Linked DNA regions of Mus musculus: region 2 is linked to region 1. Evidence: chromatin contacts called from public promoter capture Hi-C data. All regions are on one chromosome and are shown on one strand. The core of a region is the stretch at or near the end of the contact, and the rest is flanking DNA. Distances in the headings are between cores, read along the strand shown. Region 1 has its middle 82 kb from the start of Perp. Region 2 holds the start of Il22ra2 (interleukin 22 receptor, alpha 2).

Region 1 (5,941 bases), core at 2,232-4,731:
GCCAATCTCCTTAAATGTGTATTTTGCAATCTTATAGTTTATTCTTCACTAAAAATTCTGTACTCAGGTCTCAGACACACTTCCTTCAGCTCAAAACACCTGTACTTAATATATTTTATAGCATAACTGACAAATTTCTTTTCTTTTTTCTTACCCAGGAAAATATATTCAGTGACAAGGTGGTTTCCTATTTACCAAGTCTCCAACATCCCCAATATTCTGTTGCAAGTGTTAGAAGTTTCAGTGACTGTTGAATGAAGGAGCCCATTGGCTGGATGAATTCTGTTTTGACTTTTGTATTTGAGTCATATAATGATGGCTGCCTTCTAAGGAATCATCTTGTATTGGGTACTTAGCTGGTGGTGTCTCTGGTTTTCATGCTGTCGGCCTGTTCTTTTGTGGTTTATTGTTGCTAGGGGCCTCTTTTTGTTCTTTTCTCTACACTGTATTCTACCTAGGCAGACTAATCCTTAGTTATAAATGTAGCTTTCATTATAAGTTTACCTTTTCTCAAAGAGCTCTGACCTCCTGCCCTTTTGACCCAAAACTAGCTTCCTTCAAAATATCACCATTTAACTGTATCATGGGAACTCTAAATACAAAAGTTAGAGACCAGCAGAGTTTCAATTTAGTTGCCAAAGTGAGAAATATAGAAATTTCTCTAGATATTTTTTTTCTATTCACCTGTCCCATTGTATTTATCATTATTTTCATTGGACCAAATTTCTGTGATGCATATAAACTATGTCATCAACTACTATATGTGAGGTTCATGTAAGAGAGATAAACTTTAATGGGGTGGAGCGGTACTATTCATCTTCCTTTTTCAATCCCTCCTTAAACTGTCTCTTTCTATATATGTCTTTGTCTGTCTCTGTCTCTCCTCTTTTTTTCTGACTCTCTGTCTCTCATCTCTCTCTATATCACACACACACACACACACACACACACACACACACACACACACACACACACACAGAGAGAGAGAGAGAGAGAGAGAGAGAGAGAGAGAGAGAGAGAGAGAGAGAGAGAGATCAGGACCTCACAAGTACTGGATTGTTGTCTCTGAAGACATCTGTGAGATACAAAGATACAATGGTTAGTGCTCTTCCTTGACTGGAGAGAACAGAGTAGGGAGACAGCATTGGACACATAGAGAAAATAATACTCATCTCTCTGAACCCTGAAAAGAATTTTTTCTTTAAATAGCATTATTAAGTAGCATAATGCACCAAATCAATAAAAAGGAAAGAAGAAGTGTGTTACTGAGGCAAATTTGGCTATAGATTTCACAACTGGCTCCTAACTTCCCTACCTGTTTCACTCTTTAGATGATACCTCAGAATGAGTTGTCATTCCACAAAGCTACATGCACTGCCCTCCTGCAGCATTTAATATGTAGACCTCAAATGCTTGGCAACAACAGGGGCTAGGACAGCAGAGCAACGATGCAGGCAGAGTTCGACATAGATGTCTTGGCTTACTCTGGACTTTTGAGGAGGCCATTAAGCCCTTAAGTCTGGCAGACTCAGAAGATAGATGTTGCCACTAATACCCAGTAATGGGGAATGTAACAGAGTCCCAGACTTTAGCACAACTGACTCCATGATGAAAATACTATTCAGGCTATAACTCAGCACAAACCAGCCACAATTAAAACAAAGACCTGATCTGCCAAAGTCTGTAGTTCTGGGAATGTCTTTAAACATGCTAACCTTGTTTTTTTGATTTCTGTAGTTCCACTTCTGAAACTGTTCTTGTCAACTGAAGTATGTCAATGTAGAACATGGATTTTGTGCTTAAAATTTCAACCTAAGAAATGTTCATTGCTACATTGGCATCACAAACACCCAGTGTAGTCACTGGCTAGCTAATACTTTCTACTGGCTTAAACTAATGTCTGAGCAATCTTCTCTGGTAAATACTCCACATCAGGGAAGCCTTCATGCAACATTAGCAAGTTTGGATAGTTACATTTAAAATGGAACAGTTCAGGATTATTTATTTATTCATTCATGTATGTGACCAACCCAGAACTGTACACATTCCAGATAAGGCTCCTGTGGTTTGGTTTAAGATGCGGTCTTGCTGTGCATCTCAGACTGGCCTTGAACCCAGACTGACCTAGATCTTGGAATACTGCTGCCTTTACCCCAACCACTAGAACTGCAAGTGTGTATTATGACACACATCCAAGCTGATGATATTTTAAGCAGGGGGATATTACAATGGATGGTCATAAAATATTATATAAGATATGGCAATAGTAGCCTATATATGTAACATTTATTATATGGTAAGTGTTGTGGCAAATGATTATGTTGTTTCATTTTTAATGCAGTTCTCTGAGTTGATCATCCTTTATTTCCCTTTCACAGGTGAAGAACCAAAGGCTTAGGGAGGTAATTTGTTCAACGTCTCATAGGATCCAAATTTCATTCCCAGATCTATCAGACTCAGGATGATTTTCAGTCATCAGTTTGACAAAGGACGCCAGTGAGATGCTATTGGTAGTATAGACCTTTTGCTCTTTATTCCGGGATATTCTGCCCTTCTTTATCTCATTTCTTGCAATTTCTCAAAACTTATAAAGTAGGGCAACCATATCCATACACGTCAACCCTGTTCCTGCCTCTGGGCTTGGCACATGAAGGTACTTTATTCTCCTGTGAGTGACCGTCTCTAGGCCTTTGCGACTGCTCCATTATCATTTCATATCTCCCCTTTGCGTATGCTTTCCCATTCCTTAGTCCAATCCTGGAGATTAACACAGAGTCCATTCCTTGCCAGCATTGGTCTCCCAACACTCTTGCTCTGAATCTCTTAATCCAGGTTTTAATTACACCTTATATAGTCTCAGTTACATTCAGATGTTCTACATTTTTTCATTATAAGATTAAATAGTAGTGATGCATGAGATTTCTGATGCATTATGAACTTTAAAATTAAAAAGTTGACTTTAAAATTAAATATTGCATTGCTTCCTTAAATGTGTCCAGTAGAAACTAAATATTTTGTCATTTGAACAGACACTTCTTGGGCAATCGAAAGCTTTTTGTCATTACTATTGCTTCTTTAGCACATGTTCGAGTTTGTGGACTTCTGCAAATTTTTATCACAACGTGAGATATTTTTACCTTGGGGTGTGGGGGAGGGTAGGTAGCATGGAACTTCTACCATTACAAGTACTCAAATAAATCAGCTGTAGAAATTAGGGAATGGAGGTCTAGACAATCTGGACACTTCTTCCTTGCTAGCCTGCATACCTACATGCCTGTAGAGAGACTTGCAGCATCTCTGAGCCATCCTGGCTGCTCTTGTGTGTTCCAACATTTGCTCTCTTCAGTCCTTTATTATTTTACATGTCTTCATATGCCCTGAACAGCCAAGCATGGGGAAAAGAGCTGCCTTATTCTATGTCTTCGCTACAGAGCAGGTGTTTTGAAAATATTTGCTGATCTAATGAGCTCACTGGGGCTGTGTCCTGTCTCTGTATTATGTGTTCTAGTTCCTCTTTCAGACAGCTTTGCTTTGAACACTGTAGGCTAAGCCCCTCCAACAAGGAAGCATAAGGGGAATTTCCAGCAGGTGGGTATATACAGCTCACTTCCTCACCTTCCAAAGGTAAAGGGGAAAAATAGGCCTTTGGAACCTAGAAGCTCCAGTTACAAAAGATACGATATTTGCTCTAAAGATACTAGCCATCTGGCACAGGGGCACAGACATAGAAAGATAAGCCAAGCCAGTGAAGTCTATGAAACAGTTATGGTGGGAGGGGACATTGTTGTTTTATTATTTATCTAGAGCAAACCATGCTATAAAGTCATAATCAAGTGTTTCATTCATTATCTAAGTACGCCATCCCATCACTGAGAAGGCATCCCTATCATAGATGTTTTAACAAGTGCATGGTGAAAATACATTTTCTTTAGGTGAAGAAGAGCCTAATAACCTCTCAGAGGTGGCTCAAGCTGCCTTCAAGAGGTAGTGTTGTAGAATAGATGGAGCCTGGACTTCAGGGTCCATGAGATTTGAGTTTTGATCAAAATCTCCCTGCTATGAACTGTGGAAGCTGGAACAAATCCTTGTTCTGTCTAAGACTTTGATCTCAGCTACAGAATCAGAAGAATGCTATCTTCCTTGGTGCACTAAGTGCAGATATAAAGGTTCTGTACATGTAAAATTCCATGTACCTGGCAGATATTCAGGAAATATTAACTACTTTCATTGTACTTCTTTTTTGTGGGGAACAATGTTTTTCATGTAATTTCACAATACCTTTTTTTCCTGTAGTCTATGTGTGTGAATGTATTTTTCTCCTTTCCTTAGGCTTCCTGAAAGCTGGTGCTTCTTAGACATGTCATCACGGACCTCCATGGAGGCTGGTCAGAAAATTTAAGTTGAATTCAATGGTTGAAGGCCCTTGAACCATCTGCTCCCAATAATGAGAGAACATGCATTCCCAGCTCCAAGTACTCATTTTTTAAAAAAAAATTATTTATTTCTTTATTTATTATATGCAAGTACACTGTAGCTATCTTCAGACACTCCAGAAGAGGGCATCAGATCTCATTACAGATGGTTGTGAGCTACCATGTGGTTGCTGGGATTTGAACTCAGGACCTTTGGAAGAGCAGTTGGTGCTCTTAACCACTGAGCCATCTCTCCAGCCCCCAAGTACTCATTTTGACTTTCAAATCCTTGTTGCTTAACACTCTTTGATCAATGTTTTGAAACTGACTTTCTTTAAGTTATCCTGAAAAGGGTTTATGACAGGACATTTGCACAAATCTCCCAGTGCTGGGAAGTATGGAAACAGGGCAGTTCTAGAGGTTCTACCCACAGGAGCCTTCACTAGGTTGTCATGGGGCTCCAACTCTAACCTGTCCATATTGGGTGGCTACCAAGTATTCAAACTTGCAGAAGAAAGCCCGGCTTGCACCCTTTGTCCATGTGTCTGGAGCACCTAAGAAGGAAAGCAGCAGCAATCTCACATCCCAGATCCTGGGGCTCTCCCAGGGTGTGATTCCTTATCAGCTTCTGAGGAAACATGAGCAAATTTGCCACTTATTTATAGCATCTGTGTCAGATGTCACCTGAGCCAACCCTCTTACCTAGCTGTGAAATGAAACCAAGTCATTAGAAGCACCAAGAAGAAATTAACCACGCATGGAGTCCCAAGGCAACAAAAACTCCCTTCCTCTTCCCCACCAACCATCTTCCTTTCCTTTTTCCTTTCCTTCCCACCACCACATGCAAGTCTTTGGTGTGTATCACATGCAGGTACTGTGAGATATTAAGATGTGCACAAAAGCAGTCTTGCTCTAAAGAAAGTAACTAGCTAGCAGAGATACACAGGCATGAAAAAAATAATCTGTGTAAATATTTTAAAGCAAAAGTGAGGGACAAAAAAAAAGTGCCATTGATAAGGGCAGTGTGGAATATGATACCAGGGAGAGAGTGTGGTTTAGCTAACAATAAAACCAATGATCCAATCTGGGAAGCTTGGTAAAGTCATCACCATTCACACAGTGATGGACAGTTATTTCTGGCTCTCTTCCTTATTTGCCTCAACAAGAACACATGCCCAAGTAAGTAAACTGCCTTGTGGTAATGACTTTAGGCTAGGGTTGTTCATAGACAGGTAGGAGTGTCAAGGTCCCTTGCCTTAAACTCTCTTTCTTAACTGATTGATCCAGGGTCTCAGGTTCCCAGACTGGCTTAGACTGGTTGTTTTCAGTGTCATAACCGCTCCAGTGCAATGCTAGGCGATGAGATGATATTCTGGACACTAAACTGCTAGCAAGCACTCACCCATCTGTCACAGTGGCCAGCTTTCCACACTGGGAGGGAACTTTACTCATACAATTAGTTAGAAACAGAGACGTAGAGAGTACGAGGCATGACCATGAAGTACTTAAAGAAACAGCCAGATCGCAGA
Region 2 (5,941 bases), core at 873-3,372, 690 kb after region 1:
AGCAAAACAAACAAAAAACTCTGCCTTTGTCCTCGCCAGCATGCGCTCTCTCTTGTGTTTTTGATCTTAATCATTCTGATCGGTGTAAGATGGAACCTCAGAGTTGTTTTGATTTGCATTTCCCTGATGACCAAGGACTTTGAACATTTCTTTGAGTGCTTCTCAGCCATTTGAGATTCCTCTGTTGAGAATTGTTTTTTGGTTTTTTTGGTTTTTTGTTTTGTTTTGTTTTGTTTTGTTTTTTAGCTCAGTATTCCATTTTTCAATTGGGTTATTTGGATTGTTGGTGTCTAACTTCTTGAGTTCTTTGTAAATTCTGGATATTAACCCTCTGTCAGATGTAGAGTTGTTGAAGATAATTTCTCAATCTGTCGGCTGCCAATTTATCCGGTTGACAGTTCTCTGAGCCTTACAGAAGCTTTGCAGTTTCATGAGGTCCCATTTGTCAATTGTTGATCTTAGAGCCTGAGCCATTCTGTTCAGGAAACTGTCTCCTGTACCAATGTGTTCAAGGGTATTTCTCTTCTATGAGATTTAGTGTATCCAGTTTGATGTTGAGGTCCTTGATCCACTTGGACTTGAGTTTTGTGCAGGGTGATAAATATGGTCCTATTTTTATTCTTCTACATGTAGACATCCAGTTAGACTAGCACCATTTGACACTGCTAATGATACTCTGTTATGATTACAGACAAGAGCCTACCATGACTGTCCACTGAGAGGCTCCACTCGGCAGCTGACTCTCAGACAGATGCAGACACCCACGTCCAAACACTGGGTGGAGCTTGGGGACTCATACAGAAGAATAGGAGGAAGGGTTTTGGTCTGGAAGGGAATAAGAGCTCCACAGAAAGACCAACAGAGTCAACTAACCTGGATCCTTGGGGTTCTCAGAGTCTGAACCACCAACCAAAGAGCATACACAGGCTGTATCTAGGCCTCCTCGCTCATATGTAGCAGATGTGCACTTTGACCTTCATGTGGGTCCTGAACTAATGGAGGGTCGGGAGGCTATCCCAAAAAGTTGTTGCCTGTATTCGAGATATGTTCTACTATCTGGGCTGCCTTGTCTGGCCTCAGTGGAGAGGAAGTACCTAGCCTCACAGACACTTGAAGTGCCAAGGTGGGCGATACCCAGGGGGCTCACACCAGTTCAGAGAAGAAGAGAGAACATGGGGGAAGGATTGTGGGATGAGGTGACTAGGAGGGAGGCAGTGATCAGGATGTAAGGTGAATAAGGTAAACAAAGAAACAAACAAAAACCCTCTGACTTTGTTGTGCTTATATGAGTAATTTTTAGTACCTCTAAAAACACAGGAGAAATTCCTTGGTAAAGCAATATAATGAATCTTTGACAAAGAGCAGATGAGCTGGTTTAGTCTGGTTTCATAGGAGCTATGAAAGAATTGATGCAGGTCAGGCTGAAGGTCTTCCAGTCACAGTCTCCGGGCATCATTTGATTTGGCAACTTCGAAGAACTTCCTTGAGTCAATTGCTTGAAATTGGGGGCAAAAGTGGGAAAGAAGAGACATTTCTTGAGAGGACCTCCCAATAAATGTGAAGGGAGAAGGAAAACCCAACAGCATAGCAGGGAGCTCTATGGGGAGTCAGGAGGATTCAGGAGCCCAAGGCACACAAACAAGAAAGACTACTTGGAAAGACTACAACTCTTTGAACAGCTGCCAGGTGTGGCTGGGGCAACTCCAACTGTCAAGCATGCTACTCTGCAGTCCTCCAGGTCCTCATAAGCAGTCCTGCCTCTTAGAGCCAAATTCCAGCAAGATTCACCCACTCACTTTGCATAATCCTTGTCCTACCCTGCCCTGAGGCTTTGCTATCACTGTCAGATAAACACCTCTCTCTCTCTCTCTCTCTCTCTCTCTCTCTCTCTCTCTCTCTCTCTCTCCCTCCCTCTCTCTCTCTTCCCCCTCTCTCTCTTTTTCTCCCCCTCTCTCTTTCCCCCCTCTCTCTATATTCTCTAATGGTAAAATAATGTAATAAGATAAATTTAAGGAAACATTTGCCATTGGTGGAGCCCAACGGAAGTGACGGTCCATTTGTGGATTTAGTTCCCCTTCTCAGCAGCCTCCTCAGTGAAAGGAACTCTGGTTGCCAGACAAGCACACTTGCAACCATGATGCCTAAGCATTGCCTTCTAGGTCTCCTCATCATACTCTTGAGCAGTGCAACAGGTAAGTGCTTAACTTCCTTTTCATTGGCCAGTTTTGAGTCTGATCAAGACAGGGTTAGAATGGCTTGGATGACATACTGGACTTTGTAAGGTCACTAAATGGTCTAATCAGACATGGGGCCAGTTGCTCTCTGCAACCTGAGTGAATAGTTCCATGAATGAGTGTTTAGGACGAGGAGCCACTTTCATGGCAGAAAACAATTTATATTATCTATCTATCTATCTATCTATCTATCTATCTATCTATCTATCTTCTCCTCCCCCTAGTCTCCCTCGTCCTTCCTCCTCCCCTTCCGCCTTTCTCTTGATATCATCAAATGATTATAAGGACAAGACACAAGGCCCTAAGGCACATAGTCAGAGCCTAGGTTTCACCTGCCATTTGCTATCCAGAAAACCAAGCATTTTATGTAACATCCTATATGAGAATTTTCTCATCTGTAGATTGAAGATTGTAGGTCATTGTGGGACTGAGTTAGTGTAGATGCTGAGTGCTTTAGAGCAGCCTCCCACACAGAACACATACCATAAACAAATGATGGTTACAGAAAATTCTTCAAGGACATTTTATCAAAGTTCACATCTCAGAAAGGCTCCTGGAGTCCCAAGTCAATATATGGGGACCTCTCACTTAAGTGGCTTAAGTAAATGCCCAAACTTTAGAGTTGTTCTACAACTCGACATAAATGCAACTCCAGCCTCTATCTGACAGGAATATGTGAACTAGAGTAAGCTATACTTCTTGTCCTTGGTAACAAGAACTTCTTTAGCAGGAATTAAAGGGCTAGCAAAATGAACCTGCTTTTGTACACAAAAATTTACCTTACCACTCCTGTAAACTTGGATATGACCTGTATTCACACCTGAAAATCCAGTGATAAAAAATATCTCTCTTATGTCGGTGTCTGGGGATAAATCAAAAGAAATGAGCATAATAGCTTCTGATACATATTTCTATCTGATCAATAAATATCAAGAGAGAAATAGATGAAGGAGGCAGAAGCTAACTGTTATTGGATGATGATGATGATGTCGATGCCTTTCCACTTGGACTCCTCTCACCCAGGATTTCAGATTCAGCTTTCAGTAGTAAGAAGCAGGATGTTGAGTAGGCTTAAGCATAAAATCAGCATTAACAGTTTCTCCTGGGAAGGTTCTTTCACCTATCCAAGGCTTGGTCTCTAGACCATAAGAGGAAGATGGTGGCAGAATCTTTATCATGGAGGAGCTGGGCAAATTCGATGAGCAGATGATGGGGAAAGTCCCTCAGTGCTTGGTGCACTGTGGGCCATTGCTGGAGACAGTGGTAACAGTGGAGATGTCAGAAAAATCGAAGGAGAGCCCAAGGACAGCAGGTGCCAACCATCTTCAGGTTATCAGTTCAACTCTGGGTGGATCTTCAAGAAATTGTGCCTGTCATCTTCTGAAAATACTTACGTACTAAGATGGATTAAGCAGGTGTGGTTTGGGTACATGGAAATAGACTCTTTTCAAGTCCATACCTCAAGTCCATACCACCATCCATGCCTTGTAGGAGGCCTTCAAAATACATACAAAAAAATTGTCACCACCATTAAGTCAGTAAGTAGAAATACCCAAGGAAACTCTTCTTTTCTCTCCTGTCAGAAACTTTGGACTCTGAAATAAAATGTTATAGGTCTCTTTTCTCCATAAGATGAAGTGCAGGTAAAGCGAAGCCACCCATACCATATGATTTGAAGAAGAAAACACAAATAATCCTGCCAAAAAAGTCTTTCCTTCACCTGTCTATGATTTCACACCCCTACCAGAGCCCACATCGGGTCTTGGGTAATTCCCCACTGCGATAGGTTAGTGCCTCTGAATAACTCCACTTGGGTACTCTTAGCAAGGAGACAGGTCTTTCATCATAGTCATCACCCCACTCTTATATGGGAATAAACTAAAGACTATATTCTTTCCATGAGTTTTAGTTCCTCTACCCATTGGGGTGTGCTGAAGGCGGGCATCATTACCAATTTTTCCTGGTGTGAAGCACACATCATTCTATGATTTTACCTTAGACTATGGTATAGCTCAGTGTCAGAGAACTTGCCCTGAGCTGATTCACTAGAACTAAGGAGAGAGGGGAGGGGACTTTGACCATGCATCAAAATAATCATATTGAAGAGTCAACAGTATTGACTTCTAACCCTATCACCACTGCCTTCACTTAGAGCGACTTCCCCAGAGATTCCTAATGCAGAGACTTCATGAAAACCATGCCAAAACCCCCCCAAAAAGCAATGCTCACAGTAATGTCCAATGATGTTCTTGCTGCCTTAGAAATACAACCAGCTCGTGTATCTCTGACGCCCCAGAAGGTCCGATTTCAGTCCAGAAATTTCCACAATATTTTGCACTGGCAAGCAGGGAGCTCTCTCCCCAGCAACAACAGCATCTACTTTGTGCAGTACAAGATGTAAGTAGACTCTGTTGGCAGAGAAAGGCCATGGGGTAATATGTTCTGGGTTGCAATGGAGTGTGAGGAGCTGAACACTTTGGATTTTGCTTTGTTTGTTTGTTTGTTTGAAAAGTTTTTTTGGGGGGTTGAGAGAAGCAGAGGTGGGAACAGAAGGTTGTCCTGTGACATGGCACAAGGATATGATGTTGTATGCAGTCTAGGGAGCTCAAAAAGGGGACCTTCAGCTTCCTGCATTTCCACTGCACAAGGGCTCCTCAGTATGTCAAATGAGTGCTGGCAGCCACTTGCTTAGCCCAGTGCAAACACTCAGCTAAGCCTAGGCCACTGGTGGTTAAACTTGAGGCAAACAGTGACATATGTAAAATATATTTTTAATTGGTAAGTTATAGTTTGGGTTGGTTCACTATATAGAAAATTCTTTATAATTAGTAATGACTTCTATAAGTGCGTACACACATTAGAGCATGCTGTTGCATGTTCTTCTCACAAGATCTGCAAACTCCTTTTATTGGATCAATGCCAAAACTCGGGTGACATGAACTCATTCCTTTATCAAGGCCAGGAAATGGTCAGTCTTGATTGGAAAGTGGCAGGTTTTCTATTTATGCATCCCATAATGTTTTTGAGATTCTTCTTCCACTAAATAGTTTGAGAACTCGGCTAACTAAAAAGCAAGAGCGATTGATTACAGCTTTGAGCCGGAATAACACTCTTACTCCATAAATCCATCTATGTCCCTTCAGTCATGTGGTGGGGGAAGGGAAATCCTTGCTCAGATTTCCCTGTGAGTTCATTTAGAAAAGACTGTCCCAGAAGTTTGCTCTTCTTTAATCCCCTCTGTAAAACGTATTATTCTTGTCAGTGGCTATTTCTCTGTTTCCAAGCTCGGTTGGTATCTAGCTGGAGAAGTTTGTGGTGTGTAGAAATGGAACCTGGTACTCTACTCATTTGTTACCTGCAGGCAATATAAATGGGTCCAAAATGAGCCTGTCTGCGGCCAAAGCAATAAGTGGAATTGAAACTGTTCTACAACAAAGCTAAGATTAAGCTCGAAGACTCTGTAGAACTTTAATCTGTCATTCTTTAAGAGAGTTCCCAAGTCTGTCTCCAATTCAGACCTCAGAGTAGCTCTAACTTTTTGAGGACTTTCACATGTTTGTGCCCAGTTTGTATGGCTCATAGTTAGTTACCATCCACATCATTTTGAATACAGCAAATACAAAATCTTAGAGGAAAGGAAAGTCCACCAGAAAAGATGTGTTTTCCCAGCAGAGACAATGAGACACTGATGAAGGATGAAGGAGTCA

Evidence for each region. Promoter capture Hi-C pulls out the DNA fragments that hold promoters and counts their contacts.
Region 2: a promoter capture Hi-C map of the HPC-7 cell line shows a contact between it and region 1, with 7 times the contacts expected there. The contact joins the promoter of Il22ra2 here to the enhancer-like site in region 1. A contact is called at or near these places in 11 of 39 promoter capture datasets (the 3T3-L1 cell line, the HPC-7 cell line, cranial neural crest and 7 more), 1 of 484 Hi-C or Micro-C datasets (double positive thymocytes), 3 of 115 datasets of contacts at active chromatin or transcription factors (the 230-238 cell line, acute myeloid leukemia and effector CD8 T cells) and 1 of 9 other capture datasets (macrophages).

The regions. Positions count from the first base shown.
Region 1 is chr10:18,924,475-18,930,415 of GRCm38.p6, forward strand. No RefSeq gene overlaps it. Among named protein-coding and RNA genes, the nearest start is that of Perp, 82 kb to the left of the region's middle. Within about 2 kb of position 3,482, at least 15 of the 459 cell types and tissues checked have an H3K27ac peak or open chromatin away from gene starts, as enhancers often do. A contact at or near this core is called in the HPC-7 cell line and acute myeloid leukemia, where this site is marked.
Region 2 is chr10:19,619,906-19,625,846 of GRCm38.p6, forward strand. It overlaps Il22ra2 (interleukin 22 receptor, alpha 2), which reads left to right and starts at 2,123. Exons shown (of 5, transcript NM_178258.5): 1 at 2,123-2,192; 2 at 4,496-4,631. The coding sequence starts at 2,135.